2 separate regions of the Pan troglodytes genome follow, and region 1 is linked to region 2. Evidence: chromatin contacts called from public capture Hi-C data. All regions are on one chromosome and are shown on one strand. The core of a region is the stretch at or near the end of the contact, and the rest is flanking DNA. Distances in the headings are between cores, read along the strand shown. Region 1 overlaps NAV1 (neuron navigator 1). Region 2 overlaps NAV1 (neuron navigator 1).

Region 1 (7,239 bases), core at 3,771-6,270, 220 kb after region 2:
CAACAGATGGGGGGCAGCCTAAGGGCAAACACCTTCATCATCCCATTGGACACGCCTCCCTGATGTAGATACGCAGTTCTGAATACTGCAACAGAATTCAATACAAGATCTGCCAACTCCAGTGAATTTAGGTGTTCCCAAAGATAGATGTCAATAAATACTGGCTGAGTTGAACTGGACATGCTATAAATTCCCTCATGCACAGGACTAGATCCTATAGCTCAGCAGTTCATAGGCCAGTAGACTAAGAGACAAAGGATCAAGGAGAAAGAAGGGCAAGAAGGGTAGAAAGATAGTAAGGACCAGGTTGGGGGGTCCACCAGGAACCCTGAAGAAGACACATCTCTCTCTCTCTAGGTCTCTGTCTCTGGTCCTCTCCCCAGCTGCTTCCCAAACTAATTCCCATGAAAAGGGAAGCACTGAGAGTCCCAGGGGTTAGAAACACATCAGAACAAAGAAAAGTTAAGTCAATTTCAGCCATTCCACTCTGCATCAGGACTTCAAAGGAGAAAGCACCACTGAGGTTGAAGATGGGCCCTTTGTGTCAGATGCTGGAAAGTCTTTGGCTTTTCCAGGCAAGGATTAGACAATGGCCTGGGCACTTTGCAGCTTTCCTCTCCCCATGCTAGAGAGTGTGGGGCCTCTGGCACTGTCTGTCTTCCATGTCTCCCTAGCCAAGTGCCATGAGCACCCCAGTCTGAGCAGAGGCTGAGCAATGTGTGTGGGGGGGGCAACAAGCCCTGCAGCTCTGCTTCCTTCCACCTGAGACACTGAATCTGTCTGTGCAGAGGATAAACAGAGGCAGGGAGGGTCAGGGCTCCCAACGCTGGTGACGGTGGTGGTAGCAGGCGCAATGGTGGCTCCAGCTAGTTTCTGGCAGTGGCAACAGAATTGATCTGAGCAGGCTTCTTGTGCCATGACTTGGGCTGTGGTTCTGGCTACCAGCTTTCCTTGGAAGCTGCAGGTTTCCCAAGCCTGGTTCTGCAGCCTTCCCACTTGCTCAGTAAGCTACTGGGATATCAAACAAGCTCTTTTTTTGTGACGTTGAGCAGGGCTCAGTTCCTTTGCTTGCTCACAGGAAACCTGAGGTCCAAGGTGGGACTGACCACCACAGGCTCTGGGTTGCCCATCCTGACTCAGAGTGCTGGGTTCATGCTGCTCCTTCTGCCTGGTGCTTTCCCACAGCTAACAACCACTCGACCCAAACCCATCATCCTGTAAAGTCCAATTCTCATGCCACCTGCTCCACGGAGCAATCTTGGATCTCTCCAGAGAATGAATGTCTCTCTCGTTAACATTCCCCAGCATTTTACCTGACTCTCTCTGTGGGGATTTAACACTTCCTACTTTAGATTATAGAAAGTTGTGTATTACTTTTCTCCCTTACTACATGGTGAGTCGCCTGAGGCTGAGGTCACCTCTTGTTTTCTCCCTTGTACCCAGCCCAGTCCTCTACAATGAAGAGTGCTCAGTAAATGCTTATAAATAGAACTCTACAGTTTATTTAGACTCGTTCTTTTTTTTTTTTTTCTTAGAGACAGGGCTGCACTCCGATGTCCAGGCTAGAGTGCAGTGCTGCCACTATCATAGCTCACTGTAGCCTCAAACTCATGGGCTCAAGCGATCCTCCCACCTCAACCTCCCAAGTAGCTGGGACTACAGGCACGTGCCACTGTGCCTGGCTAATTTTTAAAATTGTTTTAGAGATGGGACCTTTCTATGTTGCCCAGGTTGGGACTAGGCATTCTTAACTTGGGGTCCAGGCACCCGCTGAGCTGAATGTAATGTGCATTTTTTGGACACAATGCCCACAGCTTTCATCAGATTCCCAAAAAGGGTCCATGACCCCAAACCAATTAGTAATAGATAATATTTGTTGAGTGTTTACTAGGTACCTGGCACCATTCTATATATTTTTCATGTATTAGCTCTCTTAATCATCACAAGATCCCTGGGAGATAGGTACAGCAGGCAGGCCGGGAGCAGAAGACAATTTGGGCCTCCCTCTATCATGATGGAGGGTCCTGGCTGCAAAACAGGAGGCAGGGAGGGGGTGTGTGACAGACATGTAGGGGAGGGGACAAAGCTCTCTGTCAGGAAGAACTGGTGCAGTGGCAGGGCAGGGCAGGGGCTCCCTGAGGGTTTACCTGGGGTCACATGGCTCCACTTCAAAAAGACTTGTTTTTATTCCCCTCCCTTCCTTCCTTCCTTCCTTTCTTCTTTCCCCTTGAAAAAGTGTGAATACGGTACAGGTGTGCACACACACACACACGCATACACACACACACATATCAGGAGATGAAACATTATCTGGACTTAGCAGCCACGTTCTGTGAAATCAGCACTCCAGGGTCAGCTCCCTGTGGCCTGCCTCGACTTGATGTCCTGCTGTCTGTACATCCTTTGAATCAGTCAGGGTGTCTGGCCTACATGGTAAATTCCTCAGGCACAGGCCATGTGCCTATGCATAATTCAGTCTGAGCTTGATCAACACAAATGAACATTGTCAGGCCTTTAAACAAAGTTTGATTATTTACTTTTGAAGGAGGGCTCTTCCATGCAACCTTCCCAGTGATGACACTAGTTTCAGATGGAGCTGACCTTGGGCTGCTGGGCTCAGGCTTCTAGAAGGTGAGATGGGCAGGGGCAAGATGGAGTAGGAAGGAGCAGGGTTGGACAGCATGGGAGGAGATGGCTATGGTGACAGAAAGAAAAGTAATTCCCAAGAAGAGCACAGCTGGAAACCACCCCCTACCCCAGGGCATCTACTTGAGCAATGAGGATTAATCTCTGTTGTCAACACCTGCACGGTTTAGAGCGGGCCACTTAGCTGCCTCCTTTGAGTCTTGTGATGACTTGCTGGTAAGGTGTAAGACAGGCATTACTATCCCCATTTCATTGATGGTGATAAAGGCTAAAAGAAATTAGAATCTGGCCAGGCACGGTGGCTCACGCCTGTAATCACAGCACTTTGGGAGGCTGAGGCGGGTGGATCATGAGGTCAGGAGTTCGAGACCAGCCTGGCCAATATGGTGAAACCCCCATCTCTCCTAAAAATACAAAAATTAGCCGGGCATGGTGGTGCGTGCCTGTAGTCCCAGCTACTCGGGAGGCTGAGGCAGAAGAATTGCTTGAACCTGGAAGGTGGAGGTTGCAGTGAGCCAAGATTGCACCACTGCACTCCAGCCTGGGTGACAGAGCAAGACTCTGTCTCAAAAAAAAAAAAAAAAAAAAGAAAGAAAGAAAGAAAGAAAGAAAAGAAATTAGAATCCAAGTCTCCTGACTCCAAATCTTGAACTTGGCCTACCACACAATGCTGCTCTCAGGGAACTATGGAAGCCAGCTTAGGATCCAGGGTTCTGTAGCCTGGAGATGCTGTGGCCCCTGCAGAAGCCCACCATGCTTGTCACATGCCTCAGCCTGGAGGACCAAAAACCCCGCTGCCCAGTTTCCTCGCTATCCCATGATGAATCCCATAACTTCTCCCTTAATCTGTGATCACATCCTCATCTCTGAGGAACCTGAGTAAAACAGTCTCTCATATAGGGCCTTTTGTCTGGAAGGTGCTCAGTGACTGTGAGTGGAATGAGCGATCAGATGAGTGAATGATTGAGTGAGTGAACTGTTAATAATTCCTTATGGGTGCATTAGGCACATTAGGTATTCCCCTTTCCGCTATTAATAGATGTTATACCAGAGTATCATTAACATATGTGGTACTGTTACCCACTCAAATTGTTTGTGCCCTTCCCCTATGATAAACAATTTTGCCAAGAACATTCTTGCAGCTAGATCTTTGTACACACTGATGATCATTTACTTCAGTTAAATTCCTATGTAATCCCACTTTAATAATGGGATAAACAGAACCAAATTAGGAAGGGAAATTTGCTGCAAAAGAAAAAAAGTTCATAATAAGCAATTCTAGGCAAAACAGAACGCCTAGCCAGGCTTCCAGTTCTTGACTGTGGATAATTGAAAGGGCCCTTGCAGTTCTGCTGGGCACCCATAGCCAGAGACCTAGGGACAGCCCCAGAGTGCTCACTCTGTGGTCCCCTTTGTCTGTGATCTCATCATGGTGGGGGACTGGTTTCCCAGCTGTGTGACAAACTCCCTGACAGCAGGGACTGCATTCCCCAGTGCCTGGAGCCTGGCAGTACCTGGAACAAACATGGAAGGTGCTCACTATATATCTTCTACCCTGGCCTGCAGGCATATTAAGCCATGACTGTGTAGGAAAGGGAGCTGTCATTTATTCACTGGGCACCAATTATGTGTCACGCACTGTTCTAGGAACCCTGCACACATGATCACATCCATTATCTCATGTCATTCTCACAGCAACTCCCAACACTACCTCCCCTTTCTGATGAAAATGAGACTCAGAGAGGTCAGTCTGACTTCTCCTTCATCACACCATGATGGCAATTGTGCTTAGTCCCACAGGCTAGCCCAGAGATCCAGGAGCCAGGGCCTGCGAGTCCACACAGCTCACAGTGGATGCTGACTACTCTGCTCTTTCAAAATCAATGGCCACCAGACCTGGTGGGGCTGATACAGCCCTTGGCAGGGACAAAAGCAATCACAGGACACCTCGACCCTGGCAGGGGTGGATGCGGACACAGCGGAAATGGGTGCTGAGATTCGATGAAGCTCAGGAAATGAGATAGCTTTGTTGCCTTAGCAATGAGCGACCAGGGTCAGCGGCAGAGCAGAGGCAGCTGCAGGGCTAATGGTAGAAAATAGGCCATGTTGTCAGGCCTGAGGTTCCAGAGATGGAGAATGTGCGGAGGCAGCCTTCTTCCTAGACCTGGGCTTCTGGAAACAGGCCTCCTCCATTGAGAGAATAGATCCCAAGTGAGGAAGACTCAATGTGCTTGGTGCCTCTTCTGAGCAGAAAAGGGAGAGTGCCTGCTGGGCTTCCCCCATACCCTGGCCCTGGCCCTGGTCGTAGCCCTCAGCCAGCTCAGGAAGACCCTCCAGTATAGGCCAGGCTGTAACAGGGAGAAAAAGCTTTTTTTTCCTCACTGGTGGGACACCAGGCAAGCATCTCCCTGGCCTCTCTGGTTGTTTCACCACACCCAGCCCTGAGGACCTATTATCCTCTATTCTCGCATAAGGACAGGTACTCCCAGGGCAGGCCTGCTTGCTGGCTGGCTGGAGAGCCCTTTCCCATCTGCAGACCTGTACTTCTCATTGGCTGGGCCTGCAGGGCAAGACGCAAGGGTTGGGGGTGGTGACCAGATGCCCCTGGAACTAGAGAGGAACAGAATTCAGGGCTGTCTTGCCAAGCATTCTCCTGACGGCTGTAAGGAGGGGCCTGACCCTGGCAGTTGCTTGATCTTTGGGTCTGCTGAGTCTGCCCTAGAAGGTAAGGAAGAGCAGCCCTGGGCACAGCCTACATGTGGGCCATGGGCTCCAACCAGGTGGGGAGAGAGCCTGCTTCCTTCCACCTGCTCCGATTTTTTTGTTTGGTGTTTTTCAGGTCAGCCTAATCAGGGCACACAAGAGGCCAGAGAAGCGCTCACCCCGGATGGCTATAGTGCCTCTTCTCAATCATAATAAATAAAATGAAAATGGTATTTTACAGTTAAAATATTTCCACATCCGTCATCTCATTTGATCCTCACAATAACCCCAGGAGCTGGACAGGGCAGGTGTTGTCTTTCTCATTATTTCACAAGTAAAACAGCAACTGAGAAGTAAATTGACTTGTCAACGATCACACACTAGTCAGAAGCCTAAGAGCTGGGTGTCTGCTTCCATAGCCTTTGTTCTTCCCACTCCTCTGTGGCCTTAGAAGAAGGTGTCCAGGTGAGCAAAGGGAGAGAACTGGACCAGCGGATACTGCGAGGGGCTTCCTCATGAGGGGGTTACTAACTGCTTCATCCTGAGCTCCTGCAGTCCCATGATCACAGGGCCCCTCTCTGTGTGCAGCCCCAGCAAAGTGATGCAGAGAGATGGGCACTCCCAGAATCACTGTACCTTCCCTAGATCATTTTTTAAAGGCAGACATACCCTTGACAACCTGGAGTATCTTATATGATGTCAGCTGGGAAGGATGGCAGAAAGATGGCTTTGAGAACCTCTAAAGTGAAGAGATGAAGGATGCAAGGATCAGCCTCAGGGTCCATGACACCTTTCCAGTGTCCCTGGTGCTGGGTAAACCAGTGTGCTTTGACATCCCTGGAGTCATTTGTTTCAGGAGCTGAAGATGATGTTAATTTTGGACATTAAAATCATTCATAAATCGAAGCTAGCTCTGGGCTGCCCTGGCATCAGGGGAGTTCATGCTATAGCCGTGAACTGCTGCAGCTGCTGGTTGCCTACCAGGAGGTGGCCAGGCTGACTTGCACTGGAGTGAAGCTGCCACAGGATCCAGCCCAAGATCAGCCCAGACCTTCATGGGCCTGAGCACCTCTGGAGGGGGGTGGCTTTTCACACCTGGATGAGACTTTGGTCAGCTCTGTACTGTCCTCAGGGCTGCTGGTGGTTCTGAACAGAAGTTCTAGGGGCTGGGGGAGTGGCCTGGGTTTGCCCAGAGCAGGAAGGAAACACGCTTCTCCCTGGGTGTCCTGCTAACAGGAAGCAGCCGGGAGGAGTGGGGAGCTGAGGAGGCCCCACCTTGCACAGAGGTTCAGGCTCCTGGACCACCCAGTCTGACCTTCCCAGTCTGACCTTCCTCCCTAGGACCTGCCATTCAAGCCCACTGACCTAGAGGACCCCCCCCAAACTTCTGCGCATGCATGAGGCACATCTGAACTTTTAGACTAAACAGACACCCTGGGAAAGAAGAGGGAGTCAGTGAGCAGCCTGAAGACCCAGAGAGCCTTGCAATGGAGCCCTCTTTCCCGAGCACATACTGTGGGACAGGCGCTGTGCAAACACGCATTGTTTATGTATTATATTATATTATGTTATTGAATCCTTACAACAACTTCATGAGGTAGGAGTGCTTAACATTTTCATTTTACAGATGAGGAAACTGAGGCCCAAGGAGGTAAAACAACATGCCTAATTGCCACAGTCGGTATCAAACTCACGTCTGCCTGGGGGCACTAGGCAGCCAGCATGTTTGGGGTCATGTGTGTACATGCAGCCACCCCTCACAGGAACTGCAGTGAGCCCAGCTGTGGCCAGACATACCACCACCCAAAACTCAGAGGGAACAGATACAGCACCCAACAAGAATTCAGGACGCAGCCCCGGGAAGCGGTGATGGCAGTGGCAATGGAGTGC
Region 2 (6,683 bases), core at 1,472-3,971:
GGGCTGCCAAGGTATCTTGAAGACCTGATTGGAGTTAGAGATCACAGATTTTGTGGCATCAGACTCCCATCCATCTTGACTTCTGTAGCAAAGCTTGACTGGTTACTAAACGTCCAGGCTAACTTGCCATTTCAGCACCATATAACCTATGTGAGCTTTGGTTGTTTCATTGGAAGAGTAGTTGGAGAACTAAAGTGAGGATCAAATAAGATTGTGTGTGTGTGTGTGGACACACAACACATTTGCATAAAAATGTAAAGGGCTATTTTAACGATGGTCTTTGATGGCTCTTTAGCCGTGAGGTAAAGGTTAAGGAGAGGACCCCTGGGGCTTACAGGTCTCCTCTACTTGCCTTCATGCCCTAGGAAGCTGGGGTCATGCCCCTGGTACTCCTCACTGACCAGTCCAGACAGCACACTAAAGGGTATCTAAAGGCCCTCACCTTCTAGAGACTTGATATAGGACTTGGAATACTATGGGCCCAGATAAAAATCTGTAATACTCTTACTTTCCTGCTCCCTGTTCCCTCTCAATCTGTGGCTGGATGTCCTACCTTTGGGTGTGGTTTCTGAGGCATTAAGGGCTCCCTGAATGACTGCCTGGGCCTCAGAGTTCTTTTTCTTCAGAAAGTCTATGGTTTCTCGCAAATCCAGCAGCTCAGTGTCCTAAGAGAGAAATGAAAATAGCGTTGGCTGGGCACGGTGGCTCACACCTATAATCCCAGCACTTTGGGAGGCCGAGGTGGGCGGATCACCTGAGGTCAGGAGTTCAAGACCAGCCTGGCCACCTGGTCTCCATTAAAAATACAAAAATTAGCTGGGCGTGGTGGCGGGCACCTGTAATCCCAGCTACTTGGGAGGCTGAAGCAGGAGAATCGCTTGAACCTGGGAGGCAGAGTTTGCAGTTAGCCAAGATCGCGCCAGTGCACTCCAGCCTGGGTGACAAGAACGAAACTCCATCTCAAAAAAAGAAAACAGCGTCATTAGTTGGGATTAGCAGGAGCCCTGAGCCCTTATGATGTGTCAGGCAATGGGCGAGGCATTGGAATTCTGCAAAACTTGATAGAGAAGGGCAGGGAATTGGGATAAGGAATATGCTCACACTGTATTGGGGGGCAGATTGAGAATCCAGGGTGACAGTGAGGTGGGGAGAAACTGGCATTCATGAGCAAGAACAGATGGTCAGCTTCGGCCTGTCTGTCCAGGAGAACCCCCTCGCCGCACCCACCCCTCCCACCCTTTCCCAGGCCTCTCACCTTCTCCTCGGCCGTCTCTGCCAGGTGTCGCAGGCGGGATGTCATATTCACCAGGCTCTGCTCAAAAGCAGCCACCAGATTAGCCTGAAACAAACACAGAAAGAGATTGCTAAGTTGCATAAGGCTGGGGGAAAGGCAATAACTGACAATGGGAAATAGTTTTAACTGATTTCCTGTATCTCGGAGCTGACCAATGCCAGCAAACCTCTTGGTGGTTAAAAAAATATTGATTTTCCTGAGCAGACAAAGGGGAAATCAAAGAAATTTTCTGGTGGGAACCAGCTTCTTGAATAATGAAGCCAGGTTGAGGGGTAGGGCAGGTTTTCAGAGGCTCCTGGAGACTTGAGATCTAAAACCCATCAACTACCAGAGGTAGGACTATCCCTCTGCTCTATGTGATATTTGGTGTGGCCAACTTGGTAGGCGGGCCATAGCCTCTGGGGTCGTTCCTATTATTTTGGTTTAACTCCTGCATTGTGGAGTGGGCCGGCCCCCAAGGGACCAAATAATCTCCTGGCAGAAACTATTTGGTGCGTTTCTTCCTCCTCTGCTACTCCACTGCTTCACCCTTTCTTGCTTTGCAGCTGCTCCTTGTTCCCGGATTCTCCAGGTTTGCAAGGCTGGAAGGAAACTGCAGAGGCATTCCACCGTTTGGCCACTAGGTGTCAGGTCTGTTTCATGAGGAGTGAAGGATACCAAAGGGCTCCCTGGATAAGAGGCAGGCTAGTTCGGAAAGGTGCTGAGTGGAGGAGCTAAGGCCACTTGGTTTGGCATAGTTTGACCTCTAGCTGGCCAACTGGCTGCAAGATGTATAGGCAAGGTAAAGGGAATGAGGCCGGGGGCTAGAAAGGGGAGCACTTGGGGATGGAGAAATAGCCATCGTGAGACTATCTGAGCAAGTTGGTGACCCTAGCAAGAAGTGGGCATACTCTGTGCAGCAACTTCATGCAGAGCTCTAGGAAATCGACGGCACTCTCATGGCTCCTACTGGCTTACAATTCTCCCTCCCTGTTGGGTCAACTCTAGTTTTCATCCACTGCTCCGCATGTCTGGAGCCTACTTCATAGGACCAGGGCTGGAGGCAATCCCTTTAGTCCAGTTAGAGCCTCCTCTTGCACTTTTACTATAAATCTGTCAAGGCCTGGGCTCTGAGGAGATTATAATATGTCACAACCTGAGCAGTTTCCTTTCACCCACTGTGCAGGCAACATCTGTCTTCTTGACCTCAGGTCTTCTCTGGTTTGCTTCTCTACATCCTGCATGTCTGCTTGTAGACTCCTTGTAGTCCCTGGAAGACTACTCATGAGAGGCCCCAAGAACCCCTGTATGCTCTTCTGTGCTGCCTTTCCCCATCCAGGGGAACCCTTTTGCTCTGGCTGGGCTTTCTCCCCGCTCTCCCCTACACTTCCTCTCCCTACATTGACCCTTCCCTTAATCCCAACCCCAGACTAGGGTACCTGTAAGACCTCAGGGCTAAGCAGTGGTGCTGCAGAAAGGCTAGCATTTGAGAGGGGTAAAGTGGTCTGGGCCCCTCCATCTAGGGTGTGCCCTCAGCTTTAGTAGCTAGGAAGTTCCATGGAACATGACAAAAGTTTGGTTTGGAGTCACAGAATCCTGAAGAGAGCTGTGGAACCTTCCTAGAGTCCCAGCATCCCATCTCCTGCTTGAGGGCAGGGTTCTGACCCTCGGCAAAAATCTGCCTTTAAGATGCAGAACCCACCGTGTCTGGGTGTTTAGTTTGTTCTCTCTTAGCCAAATGGAACTTCCTGTTCTAAGAAAAATCACCCTCTAAATTCAATTTCTTGGCTTCAGCCCAGCCTTGACAGCATGGTGGCTGACAGATTGCAGTGTAAATGAATCAGACATAATAATGTTCTCTGCCTCCCTGGCGCCTCTCCCCCCCAGCATCTCCCAGACGTGAATTTCCTGGGGTGTGCAGGACGTGACCCAGGCCATTTGCTTTGGTGGGTGTGGCACAAGGGAGAGAAAAGATGGTTCTTGTTTATGTTACAATTCTTATGGGTCCCCCAAGAGTGGGAAAAAGTGCTTAACATGAGCTTCAGACAAACTGGTACAACTTATGAATTGAGGGTTTGGGAAAAGAGAATCGAGAGAATAACTAGTGTGGTGAGGGAACTGCTGCTGAAATGTGTTGGAAACATTCAGAATCTTGGTGGAGATTCTTCTACCTAATTCCGACGGATAGACCCCAGGCCTGACAGCTGGGTTCCCCAGAGAGGAAGGGCAGAGAGAAAACCAGAAACTACTGCGGAAATTGCAGACATGGTTACTTTTGTGCAAACACTTGGAAAGCTCCTGCAGATCCGGCTCAGCTGTTGTTTACAGCTTTGGGGGAAAATGGCTCTTATGTTCTCTGTTTGCAACTCAGTCACAGGGGAGAAAGTACCACAGCCTGGTTAGAGGAGGTGGCTTCATTTCTCCCCATGTCACAGGGTAGAAAAACTAAGGTCTAAAGAAATAGACTCGTTCTAAATGGAGGTACTGAGAGTAGAAACAAAGAATTCTAGCTCTCAACCTGAATTTCAGATTGTTTCTACCATCTGCCCAAGGAGACTGCTCAGAAAAGGCAGTTGGGAATGAAGGAGTCAGACCAGAATGGGAGTTAGGTTTCTCAGTAGTGTCGTGGTCACTAGACAGAATTCTAATGACCAATTATGTGCCTACACAGTTACGTGGCATGAACAAAGACATGAACACCCCCCCAGGGCAGTGGAAAGGCTCTAAGAGCCCTATAATTATAATCCATAACTGCTTTTGTCCATGGCCAATGGCAAGGTTGTTTCTGCCTCCATGCAGAACCACTGGTAATCAATCTTCTTCTCTTTCTCTAGGGAGCTCAGCCCATCAGACATGAACTCATCCATACCTGTTAATTAGAGTAGAAGCAAAATGGTTCTTCATAAAAGTTGAGGCTCAGAGAAGGGGAAGAACAATCCCCTAGTCTTCTATCATAGAGCTGTGAAGAAGACCCATGCCCTTGAAGTCTCAGTCCAGGGGATACCTTACCAGGTAGTTTTCCTCCCTTGGCTGAACTTGTCTAACTATAGTCAAAATAACTGCCTTGATCTTTCCGTACTTCATGGCACTCACATTGGCAGAAAGCTGAGATGTCAAGGTGGCCACTTTTTCCTGGGATGATTCCAGTTCCCTACGAAGCTTCCGGATTTGCTGTAAAAGGAAGAGAAATACAAACTACTGGCTGCAGAAGCTGTATAAGATTTGGAAGGAAAATGAGGTGCAGTGATGTTAACAAGCAGAGACAAAGGCTTTCCACCCTACCTCAGATTGCATCCTCTCCTCAGCCTGAAGAAGGGAGCACAGAAGGAGAGAAAGAGAGAGAAAGGAAGTAGTTACTATGGAGGTGAAGAAGTCAGGTCCCAGTGGCAGGGTAGGAAATGTGAAGCAGCATGACTCAGAGGTGCAGAGAGGCTGAAACTCTTGTTTCCTGGCCCTGGCTCCTCACAGGACTCGGCTCAGATCTATACTAGGGTTTCAATAAAAGATTTATTTGGAGCTCATCTCCAGCAAACTTTGTCATTGCCAAAAAGGCTAGGAAATGAGACTGGTTGGTTTGAGAACTAACGGTTATTGCCAGCAACTTGGAGTAAAGAATTAGGAGCAAAACAAATCTACGAATCAAGAAATGCCTAATAGCCAAATGCTGTGGCTGGTGCCCCACAATAAACACTTGGTCACTTCTAGGGTTCTGGAGTCCGGGTCCTAGAAATCTATTCATCTCACCTTCATAAATGCTTCCCATCTACCATGGCACAGAAAGGGCTTGCTAACATGGGGATTCTCCATTTTTCAAAGGAGGGGAACAAAAATCACCAGAGTTGCTCAGGAGCTGGTGGTGGGGCCAGAAAGACCACTGAGGACCTGAGGCACCAAGTGAGTGCTACAAGCTCTAGGTGCCTCCCCCATTCCCACCCCAATGGGTACAGTGAAGAGCCAGCAGTGCCCCCATCCCCCGCCCAGTTACCCAACTCCAAGGAGGTTCTAGGGAGCATGGGATGGTAGAGGAGAGGGGATGAGAGGGGAAGAGAAGTTAATGCTCTTACTGAGGAGTAGGTGGAGGAGGCACTGGAGGCCAGGGACAGCACTGAGCCGTGAACTGAAAGAGAAGGAGAACACAAAGAGTTAACAGTGGGTTCCAGGGACAAGGGGTTTTTGGAAGACTCCCTAAGGCAGGAGTTTGGATTGTGATTCTGGAGGGCATCTGGAGCAAACAGAAAGAACAGAATAGGGAACCCAGCTGGTATCAAAACAGCCCAAAGCAAGGTCTTGAGTCAAGCTAGCCTCCTCTTTCAGCCTACATTCTCTGGCAGCCTGGGTATGGCAGTCCCTTGCTTAGCCTGCTCTGAGGGGCACGGGGTTTCAGAGAAGGGAAAGGAGACTTTCATGGATAGTCACCATCTTATCTTCCCAGTCAGGAAAGCACCTTAGCCGCAGGAGAGGGGAGTTTCTCATCAGAGTTGCTCAGAACAAATACTGAAATTCTGCCCGCGCCTCCTCCTCTCAGCACTGGGGGATGTGCTTAGGATCTTGGGGATCATTCAGATGAAAACAATATTTAAGTGAGGAATATGCATTCTGATTATTCAGTAGAACCTATGGTGAGAACTAAAGCATGTCTGTAGCAGATGCCTCCTGGAATGACCATCTTGAAAATAATAATGGGAGAGCTAACCTGCCATAAGCCTGGTCTTCTAGCTCTGATCAGTACTAACACCCAGATCACCACCAACAATCAGATGGCCCTCCCTGATGCTCATCTTTGGAACATTTTTGAAAGAGAAATGAGATGCCTAATTATTTGTAAGGATTTATTAAGAGCTACTATTATGTCCTGTTTTCTTTTCATATATTTGAGAGACTGTGGGGAGGAAAGACTATGGCTAGAATGAGGAGGAGAGAAGCTGTGGTTTTCAGAGCATCCTGAGGGATGCCATTTAACCCTGTCATTTAACCCTTCCATGCTCAATTTCCCTCCCCCAGCCCAAGTGATGGATGCTCCATCCCAATGCCCCAGTGCTAGATGTGCCACCCAAGGTTTCTGGGTCCCCAGACCCTTCAAAGGGATGGGGAGAAAAAACTGAAATGGCCCAACTTGATGTTCTGTGAATCATATATGTGTGTGGTGGTAGGAGTGGTGGGAGTGGAGGTGGTGGGTGAGGGGACCCAGCAGAGCTGGAATGAGCGTGAACCGCGCTAGCATGAAGTCTCACCATCATCCGTGGGGTCTCGGAAGGATCCTGACCGAATCATTCCCTTGGGTCTCTCGGCCAGGGACAGGGTGCTCCCCATTTGGGAGCCGCTGTACAGCTCGAAGGCCGCCTCGTGGGTGGGGATGCTGTTGGAGCGGGTGATTCTTGGCGTGGTGGCCGCAGTGGGACTCACTGGAAGG

Evidence for each region. Capture Hi-C pulls out chosen DNA fragments and counts their contacts.
Region 1: a contact with region 2 is called in a capture Hi-C map of stem cell-derived neural stem cells, with 5 times the contacts expected there. The contact joins two enhancer-like sites. A contact is called at or near these places in 4 of 7 Hi-C or Micro-C datasets (induced pluripotent stem cells, a lymphoblastoid cell line, lymphocytes and 1 more) and 1 of 1 other capture datasets (stem cell-derived neural stem cells).

What each region holds. Positions count from the first base shown.
Region 1 is chr1:47,521,736-47,528,974 of NHGRI_mPanTro3-v2.0_pri, forward strand. All of the region lies in intron 1 of NAV1 (neuron navigator 1), which reads right to left. Among named protein-coding and RNA genes, the nearest start is that of NAV1, 50 kb to the right of the region's middle. Within about 2 kb of position 5,021, at least 6 of the 24 cell types and tissues checked have an H3K27ac peak or open chromatin away from gene starts, as enhancers often do. A contact at or near this core is called in stem cell-derived neural stem cells, where this site is marked.
Region 2 is chr1:47,302,515-47,309,197 of NHGRI_mPanTro3-v2.0_pri, forward strand. It overlaps NAV1 (neuron navigator 1), which reads right to left. Exons shown (of 33, transcript XM_063793802.1): 14 at 6,505-6,675; 15 at 5,338-5,390; 16 at 4,556-4,579; 17 at 4,367-4,444; 18 at 1,256-1,339; 19 at 554-665. Among named protein-coding and RNA genes, the nearest start is that of IPO9, 37 kb to the left of the region's middle. Within about 2 kb of position 2,722, at least 9 of the 24 cell types and tissues checked have an H3K27ac peak or open chromatin away from gene starts, as enhancers often do. A contact at or near this core is called in stem cell-derived neural stem cells, where this site is marked.